Linked DNA regions of Mus musculus: all the other regions are linked to region 1. Evidence: chromatin contacts called from public Hi-C, HiChIP or PLAC-seq and promoter capture Hi-C data. All regions are on one chromosome and are shown on one strand. Each heading gives the region's core, a stretch centred on a gene start, on an enhancer-like site or on the middle of the called end of the contact. The rest is flanking DNA. Distances are from core to core; before and after follow the strand shown.

Region 1 (3,054 bases), core at 307-2,806:
AAAAAACAGGTTAAAAATAATCATCTAATTCCCAGAACCTATGTACTGATGGAGCAGCAGAGAAAGAAAACACAGCCAGTCATGCTTCACAGCAACTCCTAGGAAAACGGACCACATGCTCACTACCACGGACTCCAGCAGAACAAGCATTCGGCCTCTACTTTCTGCCTAACAGTTTATTGCTGATAGTTTGTCCTACAAAAACAGGAACTGTGAAGGTGGTGCACACCTAGGATTCCACCACGTTGGAGACAGAGGCGACCTAAGGAACCTCAGTTACCCGAGACCTTATCCCAACCAAACAACCCACCCCCTCCACCAAAAAGAAGCAGAAGTAGATCCTGATCCCACAACAGCCTGGGAGTGACAGGCCAAAATGACAGGGAAGGGGGACCCGGACCTAATCCTGACATGCCCCTCCTCCCTCGGGGTGGGGGTGAGGCTCAACCCAGAGCGATGACTTAGCGGGATGAAGACCCTGGCTTGGGTCACATCTCCAACTTCACAAAAACCATCACTGTCATCTGTCTCAGTTGATGAGACACTCCTGTGACACCAGCACGGGCTGAAGCGCCTGGTGTGAGCTTCCTAAATCACAAGTTCAAAGTCAGCCTGAGTAGACTGCAAGACACTATTTTAATTTTTTTTAAATGTGTTCCCCTAGCTAGCACTGAGATAGGTTGCTCCTGTACCTTGGCTACTTGAGAGAAAACTGACTTTTTCTGAGTCGGCCAGGCCAACTCAAAAGAAAGCAGAGCCTTAAGAAAGGCCTCCAGCTCACCACGGTGCTGATCTTCCTTTTCCCATCCGTGGCTCTCAACAGACACTTGTTTTCTGCGGGCTCGAGGCCCTCCACAGAACTCTTCCTCGGGATAGGTTTGGTGCGACCGTCATCTGTGTTTAAGAAAAAAAAAAGTCCACCCAGGTAAACACCACCACAGGCGTTGCTTCTGGGTCCAAAGTGATGATCGTAAGGAAGGGTCCGCCATCACTCAGGATACAGCCAAAACTAGGAGCAACGACTCGCTCGATAAACACTGGGACCCCGAGGCATATTCTTCCTCACTAACGGAGCGGGGGCCGGGCTGCCTGACAACGGGCGTCGGACACACTTGGGGCCCCACTGTCACGGTGAGTGGGTGGCCGGCGCCGCACCGGCCACGAGCCCCGGAGGTGGCCGGTGCGGACAGGCCGGGGGCCGGGCTGTCCCCTCCCAGGCGGCCCCGGAGATTGCTTACATTTCTTGAGGGTGATGAACACGCTGCCCGACGAGCGGCACTTCTGGAAGAGCCTGGTCAGCTCCGTCAGGAACTGCAACACAACACGCCCCGTTAGGCAGCCTCCGCTCCTCGCCCCGCCGCCTCACGGCCCCGGCCCGCCCGCAAAGGGAGAACCGCGACCCGAGCTGACCCCACTCGCTCGAGTCCCGGGCCCTCCGGGGCCGCCGGTACCTGCTCGCTCTCGAGCAACACCATCCTGGGCTCCGCAGGTCCGACGCCGTCAGCAGAAGCCTCCAGCGGTTACAGCCGGAAAACTCGCTCGCGCTGGGCGGGACTTCCGCTTTAGTTGCACGTCTTCCGTCAATCCTCGCTTCGCTCGGGTTGCCTTGCGCCTGCGCGCTCGGCGCCTCCTCCCGCGTCTATCCAGGATGAGGAGTGACGCTTGCTTTCGGTGGTTGGACTGCGTTGTCAAGCTACACCGTAGGCTGTAGGAGGGAATGAGAGCAAAAGAAAGACTGGATAGACATATGCAAGTCACCCAAGAGTCCACTGACTCACTTTCCCCATTTTTTACACAATGATCTGGTTTCTCAGAACTTGCTGATGAAGATGAAGATGTGAGGTGTTTTTATAGATGCATTGTTTACATTTAGGAATAAGTGGCCAAGGAGCTCCAAGTTAAACTCAAAGCCGAAAGCTAAAACAGCAGAGTTCGCTGTTTCAGTATCTTTGTTTGAGGTATCTTTAGACAAAGAGTACTTGCTCTGAAGGCACTGTTGATCTATCTCATCGGCAGTGCTGAAGTCAGCAGGAAGCACAGGCTAGACCCCAGAAAAAGGTGCTTTTTTTTTTGTTTTGTTTTTTTTTTTTTGTTTCCAGGGTCCATAGTTTTTTCTTTCTATCCTACTTCAGAGGGTGGGAAAATATGTGAAAGTGATTGGAGAAGGAGCCGGGGATCACACGGGGCCTTTGCCACCGTTAGCAGGGCCCATAGCCACAGAAGGCTCAGATGTTGTTCCTGGTAGAAAGAGGGGAGTGGGGAGGGAGTGGCTCATCGGTGGAGTGTGAGTATCTGGATTTAAGATGTTTAAAAATCTTAAATTCAGACAAGAATGATGGCCCATGACTTTAATCTCAGCACTCAGGAGGCAGAGACAGGCAGAGGATCTCTGAGTTCAAGGCCAGCCTAAAGTGGAAACTTCTGGTTTCTTTGGTAAATCGGTTATATCAAAGAACATTTCGCTGAAGCAGACACAGGTAAAAGGATGTTTAGAAAGAATGAGAGATGAAGGATTCTTCGATAACAACATGCATGCATTGGTTCACCTTACATTGAGTAGCTGAGCTCCGTTTGTCATGACCCCATAGAGAGAAATGCACACACACACACACACACACACACACACAAAAACTTCTGGTGATATGCTGCAGTTTCTTGCCACTTCCTCGGACTCCAGCCAATTGGCAGAGTGATGTCAGCTGATACAGACTCATGGAGTTTTGCTAAGTCAGACTGAGGCAAGACCCTTAGAGGACACGTGATGTTTGGAGGGAGTATAAATAGGACTCAATGGACAGTGATGGGGGCTTGCATAGTTAGTTTTGGAGTGCTTCTCGGTCTTGCGTCTTCAATGATCTTCACGTCATTCAGAGAGACATGGCAGAGAACTTCTCCTGGCTTAATTGCTCCTGCTGGTTTTGGTGGAGGCCTGGCAGTTTCTGCTAGGTCATGCCACCACTGCTGATTCATGTTTGCCATCCCAACACTTCTGAGTTGGACTGCTGGGCTGCTTCTCGGTGTATTAATGAAGTATTTGCGAGTGGATGGAGCTGC
Region 2 (3,054 bases), core at 167-2,666, 810 kb after region 1:
TTAAATACTAGTAATATTTAAACACAAACTCACCACTCAGTGATTTGTATAACATCCGACTGTCCGCACACCGTTAAGAGATTTTTTTTTTCTCATTTTATAAATGTAGAAACTGAGCCATGAGAGAGTTCGTTTATGCAAATGTCTAATAAACATTCACTAGTTAGTTATTGGTGACTGCCCTGGAGCAGGTTACAGGTAAAGCTGGGGTTCCCCAGTAAGTTCCCTAGCAGTGCCCTGAGCTCAGTCATGTGACCTCCACCCCCTCTCATTTGGCTCCTCCTCTGTTCCCACCAGCCAGGTCTCCAGCTGTCCCCACACTCTCCTTCATCTGCCTGCCATACCTAACCTGTCACTAGGTCTCTGGTGCCTTCCTCTGAGATGGTCTCCCACTTCCCAGCTCTCTCTCTCCCGGATGGATACATAAGGCCTGTCTTCTGCCTCAGGTCTCATGTCCTTTTCAAACACCTGCTTCCCAGTACCAACATCAGATCTTATCCCCAGTTATAGCCTCCAGTGGATCACACGATAGCTTCCACAGTCTGCCCAAGGCCAGCCCCGCTTCCTCTCCACCCCATTACACGGCTTATAGGGTTTCGCTCGTGACTTTCCTGAAGACTATATATAACCCCCTTTTCTTTTTCTGATACTAGGGCTTGATCCTAAGGCTTCCCACATGCTAGACAAGGACAGTCAACATCACTCAACGTATAGAGTGCCTGGAAGTAGCCTGCTTCAGTTTTCCCGGTGACCCTTGCCTCTCCCCCTACACTAAGGAGCTACTATGAGGCAGCTTACTTAACCTGGCCATTGCGTTGTCAATTTCTTTCTGTTTTGTTTTCTGGGGGTCTGTAGCCCAGTCCTTAGTAATCCTCCTGCCTCAGCCTTCCCACTGCTGGAGATTAAATTTTGTATGGTTTTCTTTTTGCGGTGTAAGGAAAAAAAAAAAAAATCCAGGTCTTATACCCGCTGGGCAAGGTGCTTATGCACCACTGAGCCACACTTGTGACCCATTCAGCTACTTCCTCTGGAAGCTAGGGGGCCCTGGGGTGAAAGAAGGGACACTCAGACTGTTCTGCCTGTGCCTGTGAAGGTGGACTGAGGCAGCAATTCGATTGAGGAACAGGAGGTAGTGTGACAGATGGAGGAGCACCGCCGGCCTTTCAGTGACAGTCTGAGGGAGTGAAGTCTGAGCTGCGGAAGCCTAGGATCCGCGCAAGCCTGTTACTGGACGCCGCTGGGAAATCCCGGGCTGCCTCCTAGCGCCAACATGAGGAACTGCAGCAGCAGGGTGGCCCGCAAGCGCTCCTCCCCCGCCGCGCCGAGTCTCCGACAACGCCTCCTTGTGGAGGCTCAGGTGCCCAGGACTCCAGTTAACACTCGCGGCTGAAAAACCCGGAAGCACGTCATAAGCACGCGTCACGGGGGCGGGAGTCAGCTGAGCTGCCTGGGCGAGGTTGTGATTACCTGGGATCTGCTAAGGGGAGCCTATAATCTCTTGGGACTGGAGCTGGGGTGCAAAGCTGCGCCATGGACTAGTTGGGGCTCCTCGATCGTCTCGTCCTTCACAGAGAAAGCGAAAAGGGCCCCAGAATTTTTAAAAGGTTCTCAGGATCTGTCAGACGCTGGGGAAGCACAACTTGCAAATCCAGGACGACCGGGGTCCCAGTTGTGACCCCCAGCCCCCAGATCAGAGATCCAGAACTTGATTGCCATGGCGTCCATCCTGGATGAGTACGAGGACTCATTGTCCCGCTCGGCCGTCTTGCAGACTGGTTGCCCTAGCGTGGGCATCCCCCATTCTGGTAAGTTAGAAGAGGCCGCCTCTGCCCCTTTCTGTTATGGTAGCATTTACGGGGGAGAGAAGCTCTAGAGCTTGCAGCGTGTGTTTAGGATCTAAGCCCCAGGCCTTTCTTGTCTTGCCCAGCTTGTCATTGGTCGAAGTTTGAAAGAGCCACAGGAACAGCCTCGTGATCTAGGCCTTAACTCAAAGGTCCTTCAAAAGAGGGAACTTGGGCTCAGATAAGGAAGTACTTGTTACTTTTGTCTATAGGCTGCAGTTGGGAGAACTGAATATAGGTTCCAGGCTTCTGTGTCTTGTTCTATGGATTTTTTTTAAAGCTTTTGGAGTCTGTGTATGTGTTCGTTCCCACCAGACTTCATCTTGAGGTAGCAGAGGAGGCAGAATGAGCACTGAACTTGGTGGAACGTGAATGTTATAAGTGAAGGAGGGTCGATCCAAAAGGGAATTTTGTTACTGAACAGGAACAATGGAGATGATTGTCCCGGGGTAAAGCTGGCTGCAGTTTAGAGTGTAGGAGAGCAGCGCAGGGTTACCCACACTATGATGATATTGCAGCGGACTATCGAGAAAGCAACTGTAGCCTATGAACTGGACTGATAGGACTGGGTTCCCAGAACTCTCTACATACAATGGAGACTCACTGAACCATACTGTGTGGACAGCAAGGAAGGGACTTTAGTTTCTCTTGGCCAAAGACCATAAGGGAGAATGCCAAAACCATCCTCCCTGTACTGTCTCCCCCCACCCCCGTTACCACTGGGAACGTGCATATCATGATACAACCTCATCTCAGGCACAGAGAACCAATCCCTTACTACTGTCACAAGTGTGGGAAGAGCCCAGGACCCTTCCAATAAAGACAACCAGAAAACTATTTCATGTTGAACTCTTTATGAACCAAGACCCTGTGGGTAGGAATATACTTGGGAAGCAGAAGTATCAGCTAACACTGGGGTTTCTCTGGGTTTCTGGGTGCCTCACCCCCCTCTGGACGCCTTTTTCTCTTGTCTTCCCCACCTATAGGGTATGTAAGTGCCCACCTGGAGAAGGAGGTGCCCATCTTCACCAAGCAGCGGGTTGACTTCACCCCCTCGGAGCGGATCACTAGCCTCGTGGTCTCCTGCAATCAGCTCTGCATGAGCCTGGGCAAGGATACACTGCTCCGGTAGTATCTTTGGAGACTTTTAGCTGACTAGGGTCTTTTTCCATACTTAGCAAATGACACAATAGCTTTTCAGGAGATGCACTAT
Region 3 (3,054 bases), core at 141-2,640, 710 kb after region 1:
TTCTGACCCATGGCAGAGTGCGCCTGCTGTTGAGTAAGGGGCATCCCTGTTACAGACTAAGGAGAACTGTAGAGAGGAAGCGCAAGTCTGTTCTCGGATGCATCGTGGACGCTAATCTCAGTGTTCTCAACTTGGTTATTGTAAAGAAAGGAGAGAAGGATATTCCTGGACTGACAGACACTACTGTGCCTCATCGGGACCTAAAAGAGCTAGTAGAATCCGAAAGCTTTTTAATCTCTCCAAAGAAGATGATGTCCGCCAGTATGTTGTCAGGAAGCCCTTAAACAAAGAAGGTAAGAAGCCCAGGACCAAAGCACCCAAGATTCAGCGTCTTGTTACTCCACGCGTCCTATAACACAAACGCCGATGTATTGCTCTGAAGAAGCAACGCACTAAGAAGAACAGGAGGAGGCTGCAGAATACGCTAAACTTTTGGCCAAGAGAATGAAGGAAGCCAAAGAAAAGCGCCAGGAACAGATTGCCAAGAGACGTAGGCTGTCCTCGCTGAGAGCTTCTACTTCTAAGTCTGAGTCCAGTCAGAAATGAGTCTTTAAGAGCAACAAATAAATAATGACCTTGAATCTCAAAAAAAAAAATGAAGAGAGAGAAATCAGCACTCAACACTTATGTATACAATAATCACTCTAGGGTTGTTCTTCCTCATGTTTGTTTTGTTTTTTGTTCAAGACAGGGTTTCTCTGTGTAGCCCTGGCCGTCCTGGAACTCACTCTGTAGACCAGGCTGGCCTTAAACTCAGAAATCTGCCTGTCTCTGCCTCCTGAGAGATGGACTCAAAGGTGTGCGCGACCACCACCCAGCTTGGATTTAAAATTTAAAAGCAATTAAGTCAAAGCATTACAGACGCCTGGTCAGGCTCATCAGCACTTTGTCCTCAGAGCATCAGAAGGACTCTGAGAAAGAGATGAGGAGCAAAGGCTCAGGTCTGTAACCCTAGCTGGCAGGCTGACAGGCTGCTCATGTCTGAGACAACACTGGGGTACAAGGTGAGTGCCACAGACCCTGTCTCAAAAAACAAACACAGAACAAAAAAAAACCCAAAACTATTTCTAGATGGATGGACGGGGGGAGGGGGGATCACATGCATGCACAAAAGGGGAAAGGGACCCCCAACAGTGTCTTGGTGTGATGTAGAACCAAGCTAACTGAATTTACTGTGTAGTCCAGGCTGACCTTAAACGTACCCTGTTCCTATCCTGGCCTCCCAAGTGCTGCAATTACACTCATCTACTACCAGGCCAAACTCTAGCATTTCTTTATTTGCAAAAATTAAAAAGCAGAGCCTGGAGAAATGGTTCAGTGGTTAGGAGCAGTTGCTGCTCTTAAAATGAACTGGATTCACTTCTGAGCACCCAAGTGGTTGCTTGTAACTCCAGGGGATCTGGTGCCCCCTTTTGGCCTCTAGAGACACTGCAGGCATAAGCATAGACGTGTGTGCAGGTAAAACACATAAAAACAAGTGAACCAACAGCTAGCAGACATTCTTTCATATGTGACCTGCTCAGACGTTTCCAGGAAAAGGTGGTACAGACACGGGCCTGACTCCGCTCACTGACTCCGCTCTGAGACCTCAGCATCTCACTTGTGTTCTGTACAGGTTTCCTGCTGCTTAAACTCCAGGAAGGAGCGGCTCAGCGCTCTGGCTTCCTGGTCTCTCAGAGGGAACTAATTCTACCTCTGCACTCAAGTGAGCTAAACAAGGACCGTCAGTGACAGGCAGCCAGCATCTCCCAGGAGAGTCCACCTGGCAGGCACCAGACTCAAACGCGCGCCAGTTCCCGAGCCCCGGATCTCTGAGGTTGTGCTGCCACCTGCTGGGCTCAGCCAGTCCCACACCCATACCTGCCAGGGCTAGTCTGGTTTTCCAGATTGAATAGCAAGGGAACAGATTGAACAGCGAGGGAACAGAAGTTCATCCCTGTTGGTCCATCTTCCCAACTGCCCACCTATGCATACCCCAGACCACACGCTCATTACCCCAGCTCTCTTATTAAAAAATTAAAATGAGCTAGGCATGAAGGCTTCACATCTGTAACCCCAACCATCAGGACACTGGGGCAAGAAAATTGGAAGCTCTGGACTAGACTGGGCTACAGAATGAGACCATAACTAAGCATTCCTCCCTTCCAAAAACCCAATACAACAATAAGGAAAGACATGGCTTCCCAGGTAGTCTCTCAAGTGCAATCCTGACTTCCAGGATGCATGCAATCTGTCTTTGCGCCCCCACTGAGCCCACAGCTACATCTGGTGCTCTTGAGCCGGGTTCTCACTGTGTTGACCTAGCTGGCCTGCAATTTGATTTGTAGATCAGCCTACCCTTTAACTGTCAGGCATCTGCCCACCTGTCTTCTCAGTGCTGGCATTACAAAGATAGCCACCTCTCGAATAACCAACCAACCAACCAACCAACCAACCAACCAACCAACCAACCAACAAACAAAGATAGCCACCTCTCGAATAACCAACCAACCAAACAACAAACAAAGATAGCCACCACTAGACCTGGTTCCTACCTCTTTTGTTTGTTTGTTTATTTATTTATTTATTTATTTATTTATTTATTTATTTATTTATTTTGGTTTTTCGAGACAGGGTTTCTCTGTGTAGCCCTGGCTGTCCTGGAACTCACTTTGTAGACCAGGCTGGCCTTGAACTCAGAAATCCACCTGCCTCTGCCTCCCGAGTGCTGGGATTAAAGGTGTGCGCCACCATGCCCGGCTCCTCTTTTTTTTTTTTTTTAAAGATTTATTTATTTATTTTTTGCATATGAGTACACTGTAGCTGTCTTCCGACACATCAGAAGAGGGTATCTGATTCCATTACAGATGGTTGTTAGCCACCATGTGGTTGCTGGGAATTGAACTCAGAACCTCTGGAAGAGCAGTCAGTGCTCTTAACCGCTGAGCCATCTCTCCAGCCCCTCTCTTTTATTTTTAAGCCAAGCTTTATTAACCATTTTCATATATATGCACATGTACATGTATATGTATGAAAATATATACAGTATTTCTTTTTTTTTTTCAAGACAAGTTC
Region 4 (3,054 bases), core at 194-2,693, 630 kb after region 1:
GCTGAGTCCAATCTGGGTTACAAAGAACCTGTCTCAAAAATAATTACCTGGGGCTGGCGAGATGGCTTAAGTGGTTAAGAGTTCCCACTGCTCTTCCGAAGGTCCTGAGTTCAAATCCCAGCAACCACATGGTGGCTCACAACCATCCGTAACGAAATCTGATGCCCTCTTCTGGAGTGTCTGAAGACAGCTACAGGGTACTTACATATAATAAATAAATCTTAAAAAAAAAATTACCTAGGGCTGAAGAGATGGCTCAGCAGTTAGGAGCACTGAGTCCAGTTCCCAGTAACCACATGGTGGCTCACAACCATCTGTAAATGGAATCACAACCATCTGTAAATGGAATCTGATGCCCTCTGGATGTCTGAAGACAGCTACAGTGTACTCATTAAATATAAGTAATTTTCAGCTAAGCATGCAGCTACGTTGTTGAAGTGCTTGTGTGGCATGCATACAATCCAGGATTCAATCCCCAACACAGAACATAGTAATGTTCCAGCAGTACAGGAAACAAAGGTGGGAGAAGGATTGTCATTCTTGGCATAGAGTTAAGGAGCCGGGCGGTGGTGGCACACGCCAGCACTTGGGAGGCAGAGGCAGGCGGATTTCTGAGTTCGAGGCCAGCCTGGTCTACAAAGTGAGTCCAGACAGCCAAGGCTACACAGAGAAACCCTGTCTCGAAACCAAAAAAAAAAAAAAAAAAAAAAAAAAAAGAGTTCAAGGAGTATGAGATCTTGTCTGAAAACACCTAGATGTATAACAAGAAACATACGAAGTTCCTGGCAAACTCCACAAACCTTTACTTTATTCAATTTTGCTCCTACTTTTCTGGAGTAACCACTACAAAGCGAGAGAAGAAAAAAAACACTAGAGAGTGAGTTATTTCGCTTTAGTTTTTGGTAGTTTTATGAATGTATATATTTAGATTATATCCACCGGTCCCAACCCCCGCCCAATTAAAAGGTTTTTTTTTTCCACCTCGCTGATTCCCACACTGGTTTTCTAATCGCTGGCTCCATTCGCAGGTTTTATCTTTATTCCAGCTTCTTCATCTCTGCCGCCCACAGAGACCAAGAGAACACCTGGTTCCAAAGCATACCATCCCAACTACCAAAGATCCACACTCTGCCAGAACTGGCCAAAGCCTTTCTGACCGAAGTCCACATCCGCTGTGCAAGAAGTTTTGCAGAGGTGCTTCCGCAGCAGTGCATTCTGGGTTATGTAGTCCTGGGCTGATCACATCGTCTTTGCAGACTTGTAGTCCTCAGTCGGGTAACCAGAAAGGCCGGATCAGAACAATCATAAAGGAAGGGAAGAGTGACCCTACGAAATCACTCGGCTTCAAAGCCGTCCGGCATGTCCGTCAGGTTCGCAGCAGAAGCGGAAGTAGGTATGAGGCGGGTCGGAGAAAGGCGTGATGACGTTGCAGCGATAGGAGCGTGAGGATTTGGCGGGATTTCCGAAAGTCGCGCGCCGTGCGCAGATCCGCGCCTGGGCAAAGCCGAGGCGCTCCCACAGGTGTGGCCAGGAAGACTGAAATTTTTCGTAGAAAACCTGACAGAGGAGCAACGAAGCGCGTTCGAGCCGGGTGAAGTGGGGGGAGTGTGGTGTGTGCAGAGCCGGCTGCCCGGAGGAGCGAGCGGCCCGTGGCCGCGGGACAGGTGAGTGTGCGGCGCCGGCGCACCCCTTCCATGGCCGCTCGGCTTCTTGAGCCGGCTCAGGCCAGTGCTCCCGTAGCCAGCTTTGTGGGTCCCCTCTACGCTGAGAAACCGGAGAAAGGCGGAGCAGGGCGACCAACCGACCGACGCTAACTGACCCACTGAATTCGTTGTGGAGAAAACCGACCTGTACTTCAAGCATTTGTTTTGAGACCCGAGGTCACGACCTAGGCTGGGCAGGGCTCGAACTGCTACCCTTAGTCTCCCAATGCTGGGATTTACAAACTTTCAGGTTCACTTCTGTGGTCCGGACGCAGGAAGCTGAGATCAGAGAAAAGTGCTCACAGCTGTTACGTAGTAGGGCCAGGGCTAACAGATTCTTGGTTACTTTAAAATGAGGGTAGTGGCTGGTCTCTCTGGAGACTGAAGTAGAAGGCCCCAGAGTTCAAAGATTGCGTAAGCAAAAGAGTAGCAAAGACCGAGAAATAAAACAAATTTCTAAAGAGAATCTTGGCTAGATGACTCACCTATATAATCGTAGCACTTGGGAGAGGCAGGAGGATGACAGTTTCAAGACCATCCTGAGCCACAAATGGAAGAGCTGTCTCAGAAAAGGAAAAGTGAAGAACAGGGGCTGGAAGGTGGCTCTGCTGTTAAGAGCACTTGCTGCTCTTCCCAAGGAACTGAGTTCAGCTCCTGTACCCACATGGTGGCTTACAACCAACCATAACTCCAGTTCCAGGGGATCCAGTGCCGCCTTCTGACCTCAGATACCAGGCATGCTTGTGGTACGCACACATGTATGCAGGCAAAATTCTCATGAACAAAAAAGAAATCTAAAAGGAACTTCCAAGAAATAAAAATAAAATGAAGTATAAAATACAAAGATGTATAAAATACAAGTGTATACGTGAGTGAATACAAAGTGAATATATTGGGGGCTAGAGAGAGGGCTCAGTGGTTAAGAGCACTGACTGCTCTTTTGAAGGTCCCAAGTTCAAATCCCAGCAACCACATGGTGGCTCACAGCCATCAGTACAACTGCAGTGTACTCATATACATAAAATAAAATCTTTCAAAAACAAGACAACAAAAAAAGAATGTATCTATGTAATCACTAATAGACTGCTGTTACCATGCTATAAACCTCTTGTTATCCTTCCTGGTTTTAGTATTTCCCCCTCACCCTGATGGCTGAACAGTGATTTCTAAAACTGTTCACTAAGGTGGCCTACCTTTAAAAGGCATTATTTAGGCAGGATCTGATTTTGTAACCCAGAAGCTAGTTTGGAACTCGGGATCCTACTGTCTCTGCCTTGTAGGTGCTGGGACTACAGGAGAGTACCACTGTGCCGGCCATATTTTTGGTTTTGTTTTTTTTTTTTTTGATCAA
Region 5 (3,054 bases), core at 355-2,854, 560 kb after region 1:
GTTCATGCTCACATACTTGAACTGGACTAGACACTTGTCCTGTTTTTAGACACTAGCAATCAAATATTTACATTTTTTGGAGAAATCCCACTGTGAAGAATAATGGGATTACTGACTATTGCCAGGCACTCTGTAAAATAAAGACAGATTTAGTCCCTCTTGGAAGTTTGGCTCCCTTGTAGGATTCCAGATCTTGAGATAGGATCACAAAGAGACTGATATATTTAGTGATTTTCAAGGGACAAAGGGTTGTGGGGGCAAAGAGTAATTGGCACAGCAGCAAGTCTCACAGTGGCAGCATCCCAAGTGGGGTTCTTCTCCAGCAACAGATAGTTTTCAGAGGCCTTGCTTGCCTTGATTTGGTCTCTTTCCTCAGTCTATACTTCAACTCTTTTATGAATCCTATGAAGTACTAACATCCTCCCAGTAATCCCTGCTCTGATGAAGTTAGCCAGTGCAGTTTTCAGCATTTTGCATTTAAGAACCCTAGCAGGCTAGGGAGATAAAGGAAGGGCTAGGCTCAGTTGGTAAAGTGCTTGTCATGCAACATAGACCTCAGTTCGATCCCCAGAACCGACATTAAAAAGGTGGGCATTGCAGTACATGCTTGTGAGAGGCCCTGTCTCATTAAACAAAATGGACGGCACCAGAGAAAGGTCATCTGAGGTTGACCTCTCACCTTTGCACACACTCATACATACAAGTGCATGCAACTGGCACACACATACACACATAAGACCTTGGCAATAAAATTTTGATCCATTTGAAGTTCTAATGTGCAAGTGGTTCTGGATAAGAGTTCATGGAAGTCAAATAGGCAATCTCTAGTTCTTTTCATGCTGTTAGCAGGAAGGGCAGGTGTGAAAAAAATTGCTTCTGGGGAGTATGTCTATAATACATATGTACATATACAATTATATATAATATGTAATATATAATATATATAATAATAGCTTTATCAAGGTATGTAACATACTATAATATGCAGCCTTTAAGTCATACAATAGCAGTACTGGGTATACTTAAATGAACGAGTGCTTGATACTCTAGGATTCTCCAACACTGTCCCTCAAAAGTAAAAGCAAAGTAGACAAATTGGTACTAATACAGTCATAGCTGTAGCAACTTTCATTCTGATTGGTACTTTTTTCCTGCTTGTTTGCCTTGTATTCGTTTTTTAAAACAATAATAATTACTATTCTTTTGCTTGTCTGCTTTTATTTTGAGACACACTCTTGAATAACCATAGAACTGAAACTCCTGATGCTCCTTCTGAGCTACAGGTGTGCGATACCTTGCGGGCTCTGCCTCTTTTAAGTACACTTTTAGGCGTTTTTTACAGACCCAGGAAAATAGCGCTTATCTATTTGAAATGTGTACCATCATCTCCATTCAAGTCTTTTATGTGGAGCACTCCCGAAGATTTCCTTTAGGAAATACCATCTGATCTCTTCAATGAGTCTACCTGTGACCTTGGGCATAAGGGTACTCCAAGCAAGGACTTCCTCAGACACCTAACTCTGAAAACAACTCACTTTTCCCTTCTTGCAAACCCGCCTCTGTACTGGGATCTTCCTGATTGGTTGTTACCTTGTGACGCCATCAGATTGCGACCCTGAAGCGGCTAGCCGTGCTGTCATGTGGCGGGGTGTCCCGGGCTGCCTACGGGACATTGTGCAGTGGCAGGTGGCGCTCTGGTCCCACAGCTTTGTCCGGACTTGGGGTAGCTGTGGGAAGGCGATGACTGAGGCACTGTCTGCGCAAGCCGAGGCAGCGGGCGGGCTGAAGGCTTTGGTTCAGCCAAATGGAGATGCTGGTAGCAACACGAGCGGAGAGCCGCTCCTGGAGCGCCTGGAGCCGGCGGCGGTAGGGAAGCAGGTCCCGGAGAGCGGGGACCAGGCCCAGGGAGGCGAAGGGCAGCTCCCGAGCAACGGAGAGCAGACCCCAGCTCCAGTCGCCGACTCAGGCAAGAGGAAAAAGCGGAGGGGCGCCACTGGGGAACGGGTCGTGCCGCCTCCGAAGAAACGGCGCACCGGGGTGAGCTTTAGCGATGAGCACTTCGCAGAGACTACCTACTACTTCGAGGGCGGCCTGCGCAAGGTGCGGCCCTATTACTTTGACTTCCAGACCTACTGTAAAGGTCGCTGGGTGGGCCGCAGCTTGTTGCACGTCTTCAGCACCGAGTTCCGATCCCAGCCACTGTCTTACTACGAGGCCGCTGTCCGGGCAGGACGCCTGCATCTCAACGAGGAACCAGTCCAGGACCTCAGCATCGTGCTCAAGGTGGTGTCTGATGGAACTAGCTTTGAGAAAAGGAGGGAAGGTTTTGGGATTTTTTTTGTTTGTTTGTTTTCTCAGACACACCTTATAAGTATGGGAGTAAAGTGATGGTAATTCAGAAACAATCTCATTTTCTCTTGGTGCTCTTTTAGTCCCCGCTTCCCACAGCCCCAAGTAGGTTAGATAGCCTTCCCACGCTCCAGAACTTAACCTGATCATCCTTGCCAGCAAGGCTGTTTGTTTCCAACAAACAAAATGGAAATTCTCATGTTCCTTTAATATCTGCCTTGTGGCAAGGGCACTGCCTACTTTCTACCCTGCATGATATATCTCTGTACAAATAATAATAGAGACCTCATTTATGTGTTCTTAACTGTATCAGGAACAAAGTTAAGCGTTTTGTGCACTCTAACATTAAACTCAAGTGGCAACTTTGGGGAGTTTGCATTGCTTCTTCTCCCCTTTGTGACCAAACTGAACCTCAAAGTAAGGCAACAGTACGATTCCCAAAGTGTGCGCTCATATTAACACTGAAACTCGTTTCCCATGTGTATAGAATTAGGAAGTCAGGGATAGATACTAGGCAGGTGTTTTGTTTTGATTTATTTATTTTATTTTAGTACACTGCAGCTGTCTTCAGACACACCAGAAGAGGGCATCAGATCCCATTTCAGATAGTTGGGAGCCACCGTGTGGTTGCTGGGAATTGAACTCAGGACCTCTGGAAGAACAGTCAGTGCTCTTAACCACCGAGCCATCTCTCCAGCCTTTTTT
Region 6 (3,054 bases), core at 160-2,659, 540 kb after region 1:
TGTCCAGGGTATCATAGCCAACTTTCTAGATGCAAACCTGATGTTGTCACTGCCCTTCTTTAACCGGCCATTAGCTCCTCTTCCCTGAAGCCCTCCACACGGCCTTGCTGTATTAGCATCTCTTGTTTTGGCGCCTTCTTTGCTCTCTATGCTCCACTGAACAACGTTCTCAGGATCCTTCAAACACCCTTTCGCCTAAGCTCTTTGTACACACTTAGGCTCCCCTATACTCTCTCTCTTTTAAAAAATATTTATTTATTTTTTTTTATTTAATATATATGAGTGCACTGTAGCTGTATAGATAGATGGTTGTGAGCCTTCATGTGGTTGTTGGGAATTGAATTTAGGACCTCTACTTGCTCAGGTTGGCCCCGCTCGCTCAAGTCAAACCACACTCAGTCCGGTCCAAAGGTTCATTTATTATTATGTCTAAGTACACTGCAGCTGTCTTCAGAGGCACCAGAAGAGGGCGTCAAATCTCATTACCAGTGGTTGTGAGCCACTATGTGGTTGCTGAAATTTGAACTCAAGACCTTCGGAAGAGCAGTCAGTGTTCTTACCCGCTGAGCCGTCTCGCCAGCCCCCACCCCACCCCCATACTCTTAACACTCTATTTCTTCCTGCTCCGACTGGTTCTTCTGCAGTGGCTTCCTTAAGTGGCCTTTCTCCAACACCTGCCACCAGCTGGCCTAGGGCTCTCATCTCTCCTCTGCAGGTGCTCAGAAGTGCCCTGTACTTACATTTCCTTCTGTTGGGGTTCTACTTTATTTACCACCACACCCAGTGCCTGGAGCAGGACAGAGGCTCAGCACACGATGGTTGGCTGAATGGATCTCTGCCTTAAATAGTCTACTGCTAGGCTCGAGTAAACAGTGCTCCCACAAACTATGACTACAATGACAGCGTCCTGTCTCGACTCCTGTAACTGAAATAGAGCCGATGCTGCGTGAGGTCGTCTGAAGAAAATGTGAGCAGTTTTATGTGGCTTGGGGAGGCAGGATGGAAGATGTGGCTCAGGGCATCTTTCCTCTTCCAGCAATCATCTGGTTAGGCAGGCCTGCCTGAAAGGGACACACCTTGGCAACAGTTGGTGGGATACTTGTTTATGCTGTGTGAACGTCCGGAGCCTATTTCTGGAGCAGGTACTGGATGCAAGCCTGTGCCATTCCAGCACTGACCTTGCCAAGCCCTGGGTGATGAGTACATACGCCAGAAAAAAAAAAAAAAACAGTGCCAGTCACTTACTTCCCTGGCTCCCACCCAACCTTCCCTGCATCTACCAGGTCATTAATGCCTTATCCCTGGCTGGTAATTACCTCCCGTGACTGAGGCTGAGCGCTATCACTGCGGTTGCTCTACCGTGTCCTTCAGTAAGGACACGGAAGGAAGCTGGGTGACGAGGCTCTCCCCAACACTCGCACTTCACCGATTTAAGGAAGTTCTCCCTAGAGCTTCGGGGTGAAAGGAACCAGATGAGTGTTTTAGGCCAATCTTATCTTTCCTATGGTTAGTCTAATTACTGAAAGGGAACTGGAACACAAAGAGGTCATTTGACTTATTTATGACCACACAGTAAGCCACAGGACAAAGATAGCACCCCAGATGCCTGGTTTCAAATTTAGTGCCCCTTCAGGAGCTTAAGACAATTCTATATGAGTACAGAGTTGGCTTCAGGAGCTGATGTCAGATTCGGTGTAGGTTAATGGGGTTTCACTTATTAAAATAATAAATAAATAAAATTAATAAAATACTTAGGTAAGTGACCATAGCTAAAACTTGCTGATTTTTTTTTTTTTTTTTGGTTTTTCGAGACAGGGTTTTTTCCTGTGTAGCTCTGGCTGTCTTGGAGCTCACTTTGTAGACCAGGCTGGCCTTGAACTCAGAAATCCACCTGCCTCTGCCTCCCAAGTGCTGGGATTAAAGGCATGCGCCACCACGTCCAGCACAGCTTTGCTGAATTCTTAATCAAGATGGCTGGAGCTCTGAGCCCTTCCTCTCACACCTCCAGCAGGTTTTCTCAGAATCAGTCTTCTGCCTTCTCAGACCACAACGTCTGTGTTCTGCTTGTTGTTGTTGTTGTTTTCAACATGTATTTTTTTTATCTGTCTGTAGGGGGGGATGGTGCCCCCAGAAGCTGTAAGTGGGTGTTGGATCCCCTAGGGTTGGAGTTACAAGCAATGGTACGCTGTCTGGTGTGGGCACTGAGAACTGAGCGCAGGTCCTCTGCAAGAGCAGCCAGTGCTCATAACTGTTGAGCCATCTCTCCAGCCCCCAAATGTCTATTTCTGAGGTAGAAAATAGGAGGTAGAGAAAAGAAAAAGCTAAGATTTTTGCCTTAATTATAGAACCACTACTTTTGGCTATAAAAGACTGTCTTACGGTCCCTAGGACCAGCTGCTCTTTGGTAGAGTTCCTCTGAACCTTACTTGTTTTCTTCCTTCTCGTTCCGGAGGAGGAATGGTTTTCTTTTATGATATGGGATGAAGAAAAATCTTAGCTTTTTTCTTTTACTCCTCCCCATGTAGCCGAAGCCATTAGTTGGCCCCAGAGGAATAGAGAGGTCTGTCATCTGGCTTCCAGAGAGAGGGGGGGGGCAGCTAGAGAGCCTGGGGCAGCACTGGATTCTATCAGTGTTCAGGCTTCCCAAGGTGCCACCAAGGGCCACCTTTTATATCAAATATATCCAACTCACCAATAGTAGCAGGAATAGAGCTGACACTGGTAGTTAACGACAAAAGAGCTGAGAAAAGTATATCTGGAAATGATCAAGCATTTCTGCCATTAAGCAAGTATACGGTATGACCTACCTGGCTCCTATCCTCCTCAATATGGCAAATACTTTGATTTGGAAATGAGCAAGTGTTCTCTAAAAAGTTTTAGGCATGGTTCCTATCATATCTTATCGTCACTGTCACCGAGGAGCCACAGCCCCAGAATCTTAGCACAGAATGTTTCAGTGTAAACTGTCAGAAACGTGTTAAAAACTAGAGACCTGGGACTGGAGAGATGGGTCAGCAGTTAAGAGCATTTATTGCTCTTGCAGAAAACCTGGGT

Evidence for each region. Promoter capture Hi-C pulls out the DNA fragments that hold promoters and counts their contacts. A called contact is a pair of places that touch in the nucleus more often than the background predicts. HiChIP or PLAC-seq counts read pairs in DNA pulled down with a chosen protein or histone mark.
Region 2: a contact with region 1 is called in a promoter capture Hi-C map of erythroid cells, with 24 times the contacts expected there. The contact joins the promoter of Vps18 here to the promoter of Srp14 in region 1. A contact is called at or near these places in 2 of 39 promoter capture datasets (erythroid cells and pre-B cells) and 1 of 115 datasets of contacts at active chromatin or transcription factors (regulatory T cells).
Region 3: a Hi-C map of pro-B cells shows a contact between it and region 1, with 5 times the contacts expected there. The contact joins the enhancer-like site here to the promoter of Srp14 in region 1. A contact is called at or near these places in 1 of 39 promoter capture datasets (pre-B cells), 1 of 15 datasets of contacts at CTCF or cohesin (large pre-B cells), 4 of 484 Hi-C or Micro-C datasets (B cells, memory CD8 T cells, pre-B cells and 1 more) and 1 of 115 datasets of contacts at active chromatin or transcription factors (pancreatic cancer cells).
Region 4: an H3K4me3 HiChIP or PLAC-seq map of pro-B cells shows a contact between it and region 1, with 6 times the contacts expected there. The contact joins the promoter of Rad51 here to the promoter of Srp14 in region 1. A contact is called at or near these places in 1 of 39 promoter capture datasets (neural stem cells), 2 of 115 datasets of contacts at active chromatin or transcription factors (large pre-B cells and pro-B cells) and 1 of 9 other capture datasets (embryonic stem cells).
Region 5: an H3K4me3 HiChIP or PLAC-seq map of pro-B cells shows a contact between it and region 1, with 2.9 times the contacts expected there. The contact joins the promoter of Rpusd2 here to the promoter of Srp14 in region 1. A contact is called at or near these places in 1 of 39 promoter capture datasets (erythroid cells), 4 of 484 Hi-C or Micro-C datasets (CD4 T cells, CD8 T cells and natural killer cells), 4 of 115 datasets of contacts at active chromatin or transcription factors (bone marrow-derived macrophages, large pre-B cells, memory CD8 T cells and 1 more) and 2 of 9 other capture datasets (adipose tissue and liver).
Region 6: an H3K4me3 HiChIP or PLAC-seq map of bone marrow-derived macrophages shows a contact between it and region 1, with 3 times the contacts expected there. The contact joins the enhancer-like site here to the promoter of Srp14 in region 1. A contact is called at or near these places in 1 of 39 promoter capture datasets (embryonic stem cells), 2 of 115 datasets of contacts at active chromatin or transcription factors (bone marrow-derived macrophages and pancreatic cancer cells) and 1 of 9 other capture datasets (pancreatic islet).

What each region holds. Positions count from the first base shown.
Region 1 is chr2:118,478,140-118,481,193 of GRCm38.p6, forward strand. It overlaps Srp14 (signal recognition particle 14), which reads right to left and starts at 1,557. Exons shown (of 5, transcript NM_009273.4): 1 at 1,452-1,557; 2 at 1,239-1,311; 3 at 782-894. The coding sequence starts at 1,475.
Region 2 is chr2:119,287,326-119,290,379 of GRCm38.p6, forward strand. Vps18 (VPS18 CORVET/HOPS core subunit) reads left to right here and starts at 1,417. Exons shown (of 5, transcript NM_172269.3): 1 at 1,417-1,805; 2 at 2,828-2,969. The coding sequence starts at 1,715.
Region 3 is chr2:119,187,716-119,190,769 of GRCm38.p6, forward strand. The region is part of intron 1 of Dnajc17 (DnaJ heat shock protein family (Hsp40) member C17); the gene reads right to left. It also overlaps the pseudogene Gm14138. Among named protein-coding and RNA genes, the nearest start is that of Gm14137, 15 kb to the left of the region's middle. Within about 2 kb of position 1,391, at least 52 of the 459 cell types and tissues checked have an H3K27ac peak or open chromatin away from gene starts, as enhancers often do. A contact at or near this core is called in B cells, pancreatic cancer cells and pro-B cells, where this site is marked.
Region 4 is chr2:119,111,371-119,114,424 of GRCm38.p6, forward strand. Rad51 (RAD51 recombinase) reads left to right here and starts at 1,444. Exons shown (of 10, transcript NM_011234.5): 1 at 1,444-1,664.
Region 5 is chr2:119,033,186-119,036,239 of GRCm38.p6, forward strand. It overlaps Rpusd2 (RNA pseudouridylate synthase domain containing 2), which reads left to right and starts at 1,605. Exons shown (of 3, transcript NM_173450.3): 1 at 1,605-2,283. The coding sequence starts at 1,639.
Region 6 is chr2:119,014,547-119,017,600 of GRCm38.p6, forward strand. No RefSeq gene overlaps it. Among named protein-coding and RNA genes, the nearest start is that of Ccdc32, 13 kb to the right of the region's middle. Within about 2 kb of position 1,410, at least 92 of the 459 cell types and tissues checked have an H3K27ac peak or open chromatin away from gene starts, as enhancers often do. A contact at or near this core is called in bone marrow-derived macrophages and pancreatic islet, where this site is marked.